Regions from separate parts of the Rattus norvegicus genome. Here region 1 is linked to region 2. The links are chromatin contacts, called in public Hi-C maps. All regions are on one chromosome and are shown on one strand. Each heading gives the region's core, a stretch centred on a gene start, on an enhancer-like site or on the middle of the called end of the contact. The rest is flanking DNA. Distances are from core to core; before and after follow the strand shown. Region 1 has its middle 280 kb from the start of Tns1. Region 2 overlaps LOC134480294 (a long non-coding RNA gene).

Region 1 (3,609 bases), core at 246-2,745, 540 kb before region 2:
AAAGGCCACCTGGGTGCATGACTTTTCCTTCGAGGAGGGAGCTAGCTTGGATGACCCCCCCCCCAGGAGCCATGCTGAGACTTAGAGGCAAAGAGACTTACTTTCCTATTTAAAGGGCCCTCCTCACACAGGAGGGACAAGACTCTTCTGTATCTAGCACAGCCGTAGGGGGCTTAGATGGGATGTATCCCTTTCCTCCTTTTTCGTAGGTAGGTAAACACCCATTAATTTACTGACAAAAGCAATAGTCATGGATTTAGTCTGTGATTCTGAGAGCTGGTAATTTGGATGGGGCTCAGCTGGGTGGGTCTACAGCCCTGGGCTGGGGTTTGTTCCCTAGCTCTCAGCAATCAGTCACCAGGTGGTCTGCACTTATTTGCTCACAGGTGGCAGAAGCTAAGAGGAACCAGTTTTCCTTGTTTATCCATCTTCTTAAGAGGAGATGGGGTTTGATCTGGGGAGAATGAGAAGCCCCTCCGAGCTCAGGCGCGTTAATGGCATGGCATCACATTTAACCTGAGTAAGTTGTAACATAAGCTCCAAATGTCTAGACTGCACATAAAGGGCACGGATACCAAGAAGAGTGGAGAAGGCTGGCCCCCTTTACAGTTTGGTGCTGGGGGTAGATTTTTGAGCTGATGTCCAAAGAGCTTTCTAAGGAGTTGAGCTGTTTCGCACAGGTGCAGACGGATTTGCCAACCTCTGGTCTGCTCTGGCTGAGGATCCGCTTCTCAGTGAATGAAATGCTTGGCCTCCTAAGGCCTTTTCTGGTCCCCGGTGTTTATTTAACTAGAGATTTATTCTCAACAATCTATGGTTGACAATCGTCATAGTCACGGACTATGGAGAGAACTGGAGTAATGTCCCCAATTCGTCACTGTACCATCACCCTGCCTTTGTCATACCCCATCAAGACTCCCCCAGATTCTCCTTCATCTACCATCGCTCCCTGCTGCAGAGGGCCTTGCTCACACCGACCAATCACAGCAGATTTGGTTAGGTGTAGGGAACAGAAGAGAGAGGACGGGCACCCTTAAAGGCAGCATTTTCAGGACGTTGTTTTTATCTTACAGGCTTTAAAGAAGAATGCGCTGGAGAAGAAAAAGGAAATAGCCTGTGCACAATTTTCAGAGCAACGCAGGGCGAGGCAGAGAGTAGAAAGTGGGAGATGCCAACAAGCCAAGCCCAAGTGGGTTTTCTGGGATGGAGATATAAACTTGAGCTATGAAGCTGGAGACAGGCAGGAAGTGGGCTTGGCCGGCACGAGGAGGCGCATGCGTCGTCTGGCAAACCATCCCTTTCCAGGCTTGTCTTCTCAGTTCCCTTTGGTTTCCAGCCCCTCCTGACCCTGGGGACAATGCTGCTCTGTGTTGAGACTTTTGTGATGGCTGAGAGAGAGGAAGAGAGAGAGAAAGATGGTCAGGGTGGCGGTGTGTGAATCACTCTTGTCACGTAGTCCTGTCAGCTGCAGTGGCTCCTGAGTCTGCACAGGGGTTCGGGAAACTATGGCCCAAGTTGAGCCCATGCCTGGAAGCTGGTCAGCCAGCTGCAGGGTGTGCTGCTCTGAACTACCCAGTGTGCAAAGGGCAGGACATGGGAGCATGGGGGAAGGTTTGTTACCATGGGGACAGGGTGAAAACACTCAAGCTGCAGGGATGGGTTCTGGCCTTTGCTATCTCTTTCCTAGGTTGCTATGGAGCTGATGCTCAATGCTTCTGGAAGTTCGAGGGCCTTGGGTTCATCCCAGAGATGAGGACCCTTTCTTGTCCCTTAGCTCAAGCAGGATGTGTCTTCCTTAGCCTGGGGGCTGTCCTCAGCGACTGGAAAGGAAAATGTCCCCAAGTTTAGATATGACATCTTATTCTAGTGCAAAGAAGGCAGAGTAAGTCATGCAGGATATTGAGTGCTCTGGGTTCTAAGCACTGGCTTTGGAATAGGAAACTAGAGGTTCAAAGGCTGGCACATTGCAAAGACATAGAGTCAGGAGGGGATGTCCTTGGTGCCAGGCACTGAGGGAAGTCTGTGTTGCTTGAAGACAGCATGGGTTTCTGAGGATGGAAGCAGCCCTCCATAACTCCCCGTATCTCTGTTTCACCTTAGAAAAGGAGGTAAGAAATCCTGTGATCCACACAGGGTCTCAGTGTGATTCATCCAGCCTCTATGCCTTCTCTCATCTGACCAGCAGAGGGCAGTGTGGTACTGTCGGTGGAACTGACTCAGTAAGGTTTCTTTCCACTCCAGTACTTGCCTCCTAATCTTTTAAAACCGAAGCTGCTTACACACAACCTTGTCTGTCAGAATGGCATGGATTAGACTGGCACTCTGAGCCCCTTTTCTGACAGAATGCCGCCCCCCCCCCCCCGCGCGCTTATTCAGAGACCATCTGAACTCTCACCTCCGTTCCTTGGGCCCAGCAGGTGACTCAGAGCCTCAGGGATAAGGTCCATGGGAGGGCAGGCACGGTGGGCGAGCGTAAATGGTTTTCAAGATCCATTCTTAGCTGCTTCTTGAGCCAGTTTTGAGAGTGGGTGGACTGCTCCAGCCTATTAAGGAACGTGAGATGCTCCCTTCCTCTACCCCCCCCCCCCGCACCCCCTATGTCTGACTTTCGCCCCCCGGGGGTTGATGGGAGGACTCTACTGGATCCCTGTGGGATTCCCGGACTACCCATACAACCCCGGCAAGTCTCTTCTCTCCAGAAAGCACTTTCTCCATTGGAAAAGTGAGAGCGTTGGGGTCTTATGGCCTGAAAAGGCTTGGAATGGTCACCTTTCCTATTTCTACGTTGGGACTCTGTTTCCTTCCGATTGCAGGTTAGCTGATTGAAGAATAAAGACTGGACGGGTGAAGGGTACTCACTCTAGGATTGTAACTAGGAATATAAGCTACTGTCTGCCTCGCCATTGCTCATCTCTGACGATTAGGTACAACTTTATCCCCATCTAAGCTCAGGGCAGCTCGATCGAACCACACTTCTCATGTGATAAGCAGTGGGGGAGCAGCACCCTGGGGGAGCAGCACCCGGATGCTCCACGTGTGAGCTCCACAGGGCTCCAAACTCTGCCTGCCATCTGCTAAATGCTGGGGGCACAGCTCGTGCGTGCCCTGTTCTTTTAAAGACGGGAGGAGTCTGTCTTCCACAGAGATGCAGGAATGTCACGTCTTTTTAAAGCAGAGGCCATGGGAGAGGCATACCCAGGGATCACAGGAGAGGAGAGAGGCAAGGTAAAGAGAGCTTGAAGACCAGGGTGGCCTAGAACATCTGTAGTCACCTTTTTCTTCCCTCCCTTCCTCCCCCTCCCTCCCCTCTCCCTCCCTCCCCCTTTCCTTCTTTCCTTCCTTCCTCTCTCCCTCCCTTCCTTCCTTCCTTCCTTCCTTTTCTGAGCACTATGTATACACTAGACAGGAGGTACCTACAACCAGGTGAAATGATAAAAATTCCTATCTTACAGATGGAAAAACTGAGGGCTGGAAAAACTGAGTCTAAGACCACACCGCTCAGTAGAACAGGGGTTGTGCACACCCACCTCACTGTTCCAGCATGAATCTCTCTCTCTGGGATGGATACTTCCTATCCTCTGTTCAGAAAGAAGACCCTGCCTTCTTAAG
Region 2 (3,756 bases), core at 813-3,312:
TGTTTTCTTATTTTTTGACACTTTTATTAGCTTAATAGTATGCTACAACTTGTGACTCTCTCTCCTAGCTGTTTCCAGAGATGACCCTGGGGATACAGGGATGATCCCAGTATCATCCGTCTTCTTCTGAATGTCACTTCAGCTTCTGGGACCCCTGCCCCCGAAACACTTCAAGCGAGTACCCAGGACCGTCTCCCCTACAGCAAGACTCTGAAGCTGCCTGCCTGGCTTGCCTTCCCTCTGTCGCCAAACACACACTTTTTTAAAATTAGGAAATGAGAACAATAGTTGTAGTCCCTGCCAGCAGCTCATCTAATGTGTTCCAGGGGAAACACGGGTAACAGAGCTAATGTCTGTGCCAGGAGCTGGCAGTTTATGGGGGAGCTGCTGAGACACAGCAGGTGCCATGGCTTCAGAACAGGGGTATATATGGTATCAGACATAACTTTAGGGGCCTAAGAGAGGCCCCTAAATTAGCCAGGGGACTTGCCAGGAAACATATCCCCGATAGATGCATGGTAGATACATCTATTATCTACCATGGGTAAAGGGAATACAGGTTTTCAAGTTTTCGTTTTCTTAGAGAACCAACCTAAATAACCTTGGTCCACAAAAACCTGGAAGCAGCTAGGCTAGGCAGATAATGGTCCCTCTCACCTGTTACATGGAGAACAGCAACAGATCCCTTCTCTAATCACCGCAGAGACTGGTATCAAAGTCCTTTTGGGGTTTATGGTCCTGTGCATAATAGTCCTTCAAGATGGGGCAGAGGGAAGGCTTAAAGAAAGGAAAGCATGGGAATTTGAGCCCTTCTTTGTCTAAGCTCAGAGCTGAGGCTAGGAAAAATTCCGTAGGATCTTGGCTAAACAGTGGTTTTCTGCTTCTGACAATGTTGAAATTAGTCTGATTGTGGGAAATATTTAAAAGTTGTAGCTGTGTGATTTCGTTTCATGTGCAGTTCAGATGCCAGAAACTGACACTGAGCATGCCACATGCTGCTGTAATGCCAGGCGACATGTAGGGGCTCATGGGTGTGGCTCCTTACCTTGTCACCTTTAATCTACTGCTCTCTGCTGAAATCTTACACACTTCTAGACCCAACCCCAGACCACTGCTTCCATGATGTCTCATTGGTCCATTCTCTTCCTGCTCTGTTGCTCTGAGGTCTTGGCTTCTTAGCTGCAACTTGGAAAGTTTCCTCATTTAATTTGTAACACTGTCACCAAGATTTGACATTGTCACAAGAAAGCCACATAAGATTGGACCTTTAACTCCCACCATTGATAAAGGATGTGTCTGTCCCCCTCCTCAGAAAGCTCTCATCACTTCCTGAGGGGCTAATAACTATCCATGATCCTCGGAAGGTGGGATGCTATTTTCTTTAATAGTGTAGACACTAGGACAGAAGGTAGGAAAAAGAAAGGGCCCAGAGCTAAAGGAGAGAAGAGGCATAGAAGAGGGTGATACAGTGAACACAAACATCATTTGTTATATAGATATGTATTGAACTGTCAAAAACAAAGAGAATGCTCTTTACTACTTACTCCTGGAAAATAGACAAAAACAAAAAGAATTCTCAAAACCCAAAGGTATGTTTTACACATTCAAAAAGGAAAGACCACAGTCACTATATGTCCCACATGTATTTTAATATATATTATATATTATTATATAATAATAAGGACCATGAAGAAATGAGGTTTGCATCCGAGTAATAAAATATCTCACTTTCAGTCACATGATCTCATTCGATCCCTGCATAAAATCCTTTTCTCTTTTGTAAAATGGAGACTGCTGTGCTCAGAGGCAGAGAGGTAGAATCGCTCTGCATAGAAATGAGAGATCAGAATCAACGACCTGGATTTCATCTGGTCCTTTCTCTCTGCCATGTGGCCGCCCAGTATGCTCCTGCATCCTTCCTGAGAAAGAGCCCCAGGAAGCACAAAGGGACTTCTATTTTCATCTTTTAGTTCCAACAAGATGAGAATCAGCAGGCCAGCAGACACACTTGGGAATAATGGCTCTGCTTTCTCAACAGGCCCCCTGCCCCCAGTGCCTTTATCCCCACTCGGAGTGACCTAGACAGAACAAGCTCGCTCTGTAATGACCACTTCGTCAGCAGGGGCTGTGTATTTAGTAGCAGGAAATATAAGCTTTTGTGGTCAGTGTGACGTCATCCCACCCACTAAACAGGCCTTTATGACTTGACCACAAAAAGGCTTGAAAGGGATAGACACACACACACACAGGGAGAGGGGCCATGGGGCCGTGAGCAGCTGTCTGCCCTGAAAGAAGCATTGTGTCTTCCAATTGTCTCCCCAAAGCCTGATGTTTGGGCCACTGTAGACCAACATCTGGGTGATATATGCTGTCTTCTCTACATCGCCCAATGACCCAGCTCCCCTAGTTTAAAAAAAATTTGTGAGGGAACTACTAAATTTTTTTTGTTTTTAAATTTGGGAGGGTACACGAAACACACTCACGTACATGAGTTTTTCCCCCTGGATGACTCACTGTTAGGAAGGAAAAAGAGACATGCACAGTGGACAGAGGGAAGAGAAAGAGAATAAAGGAGGGAAAGCGTAGGCAGGCTCACAGATACTTAAAAAGATACAATGGACGACCATCACAATGTAACATAAATATTTCTAAGTCACGAGTTTCTTAGTTTGCTCACTGGGTTTAGAGGAGCTCAGCCAAATGACTTTAGGGAGTGTACTGTGCAAGTTCACAGCAATATTGTACCCCAAATTTGGGCCTACCTCTTAATATACTTTTGAGTGAGGAAAGTACATATTGGGTTTGGGTATGAATATTCACATTAAGTACAAAAAAAAAAGAAAGGAAGGAAGGAAGGGAGGGAGGAAACAATATAGAAAGGAAGAAAGTAAATGAAGATTGATTGATATGGGCAAGTTTTATTTTGTTTTATTTTGATTGGAGGGATTTGTTTCCTTGTGGTTTGTTTTTAAAGCAGATGAGACCCAGGATATAAGGAAACTGAAAAGCTCTTACCAGGGCATCCAGGAAGATAAATAGACAAAACAGAAAGAATTCTCAAAACCAAAAGCTACCTTTTACCCATTCAATAAGAAGAACCTACAGTTGCTATGTATTCCAGGTGTGGAAAGGGACCCCAGAGAATGGAGGAGGTTTCGCTTGTCTCTCACACCTCTGAGGCTTAGAGACAGGGGAGAAAGAGGAGAAGAAGCTGTGTTGGCGACTGTGAGTCTGACCACTAAATTAGGCTGATGGAATAGTATGGCTTCCTCAATTTTCAGGGTGTGGAAAACTCCCTCCCAGGGCTGAGTGTCCCTCTGAGGGTTGGGTAGCAGGAAACACCTGCTTCACTCTCCTCTGGCTTTTTTCCCTCTTTAGGAATTCTGGGTCCCCTCCTTTCAATGGACAAGCAGATTTCCACACATCCCCCCATTAAGAGAGGAAGTCTGGAATCATCTATTAGCAATAAACACACTGGGATGACTTTCCTACCCTGGCCCTCATTTGCCTGTCTTCCAATTGACTTCTACAGTTGCTTCCTCAAGCTGTCTCCCCTGACCCATTGGCTAATAATATTTTTCTCCTAAAATAAATCAAGAATAAGAAGCCAACCTACAACGTTGAGGGACAAGTGTATGCTCCGTTCATTTGGATTCCTAATTTTAGATTTTGCCCTTCACCTTCCTACAGCAACGGGGAAGCAAATGCAATCCCCATTTTGGAAAGGCATGAAAAACAGATGTGAGTGAGAATCAC

Evidence for each region. A called contact is a pair of places that touch in the nucleus more often than the background predicts.
Region 1: a contact with region 2 is called in a Hi-C map of Schwann cells, with 8 times the contacts expected there. The contact joins two enhancer-like sites. A contact is called at or near these places in 4 of 12 Hi-C or Micro-C datasets (the A7r5 cell line, Schwann cells, mammary epithelial cells and 1 more).

What each region holds. Positions count from the first base shown.
Region 1 is chr9:82,867,552-82,871,160 of GRCr8, reverse strand. No RefSeq gene overlaps it. Among named protein-coding and RNA genes, the nearest start is that of Tns1, 280 kb to the left of the region's middle. Within about 2 kb of position 1,495, at least 5 of the 93 cell types and tissues checked have an H3K27ac peak or open chromatin away from gene starts, as enhancers often do. A contact at or near this core is called in Schwann cells, where this site is marked.
Region 2 is chr9:82,332,422-82,336,177 of GRCr8, reverse strand. The region is part of intron 2 of LOC134480294 (a long non-coding RNA gene); the gene reads right to left. Among named protein-coding and RNA genes, the nearest start is that of Pincl, 110 kb to the left of the region's middle. Within about 2 kb of position 2,062, at least 15 of the 93 cell types and tissues checked have an H3K27ac peak or open chromatin away from gene starts, as enhancers often do. A contact at or near this core is called in Schwann cells, where this site is marked.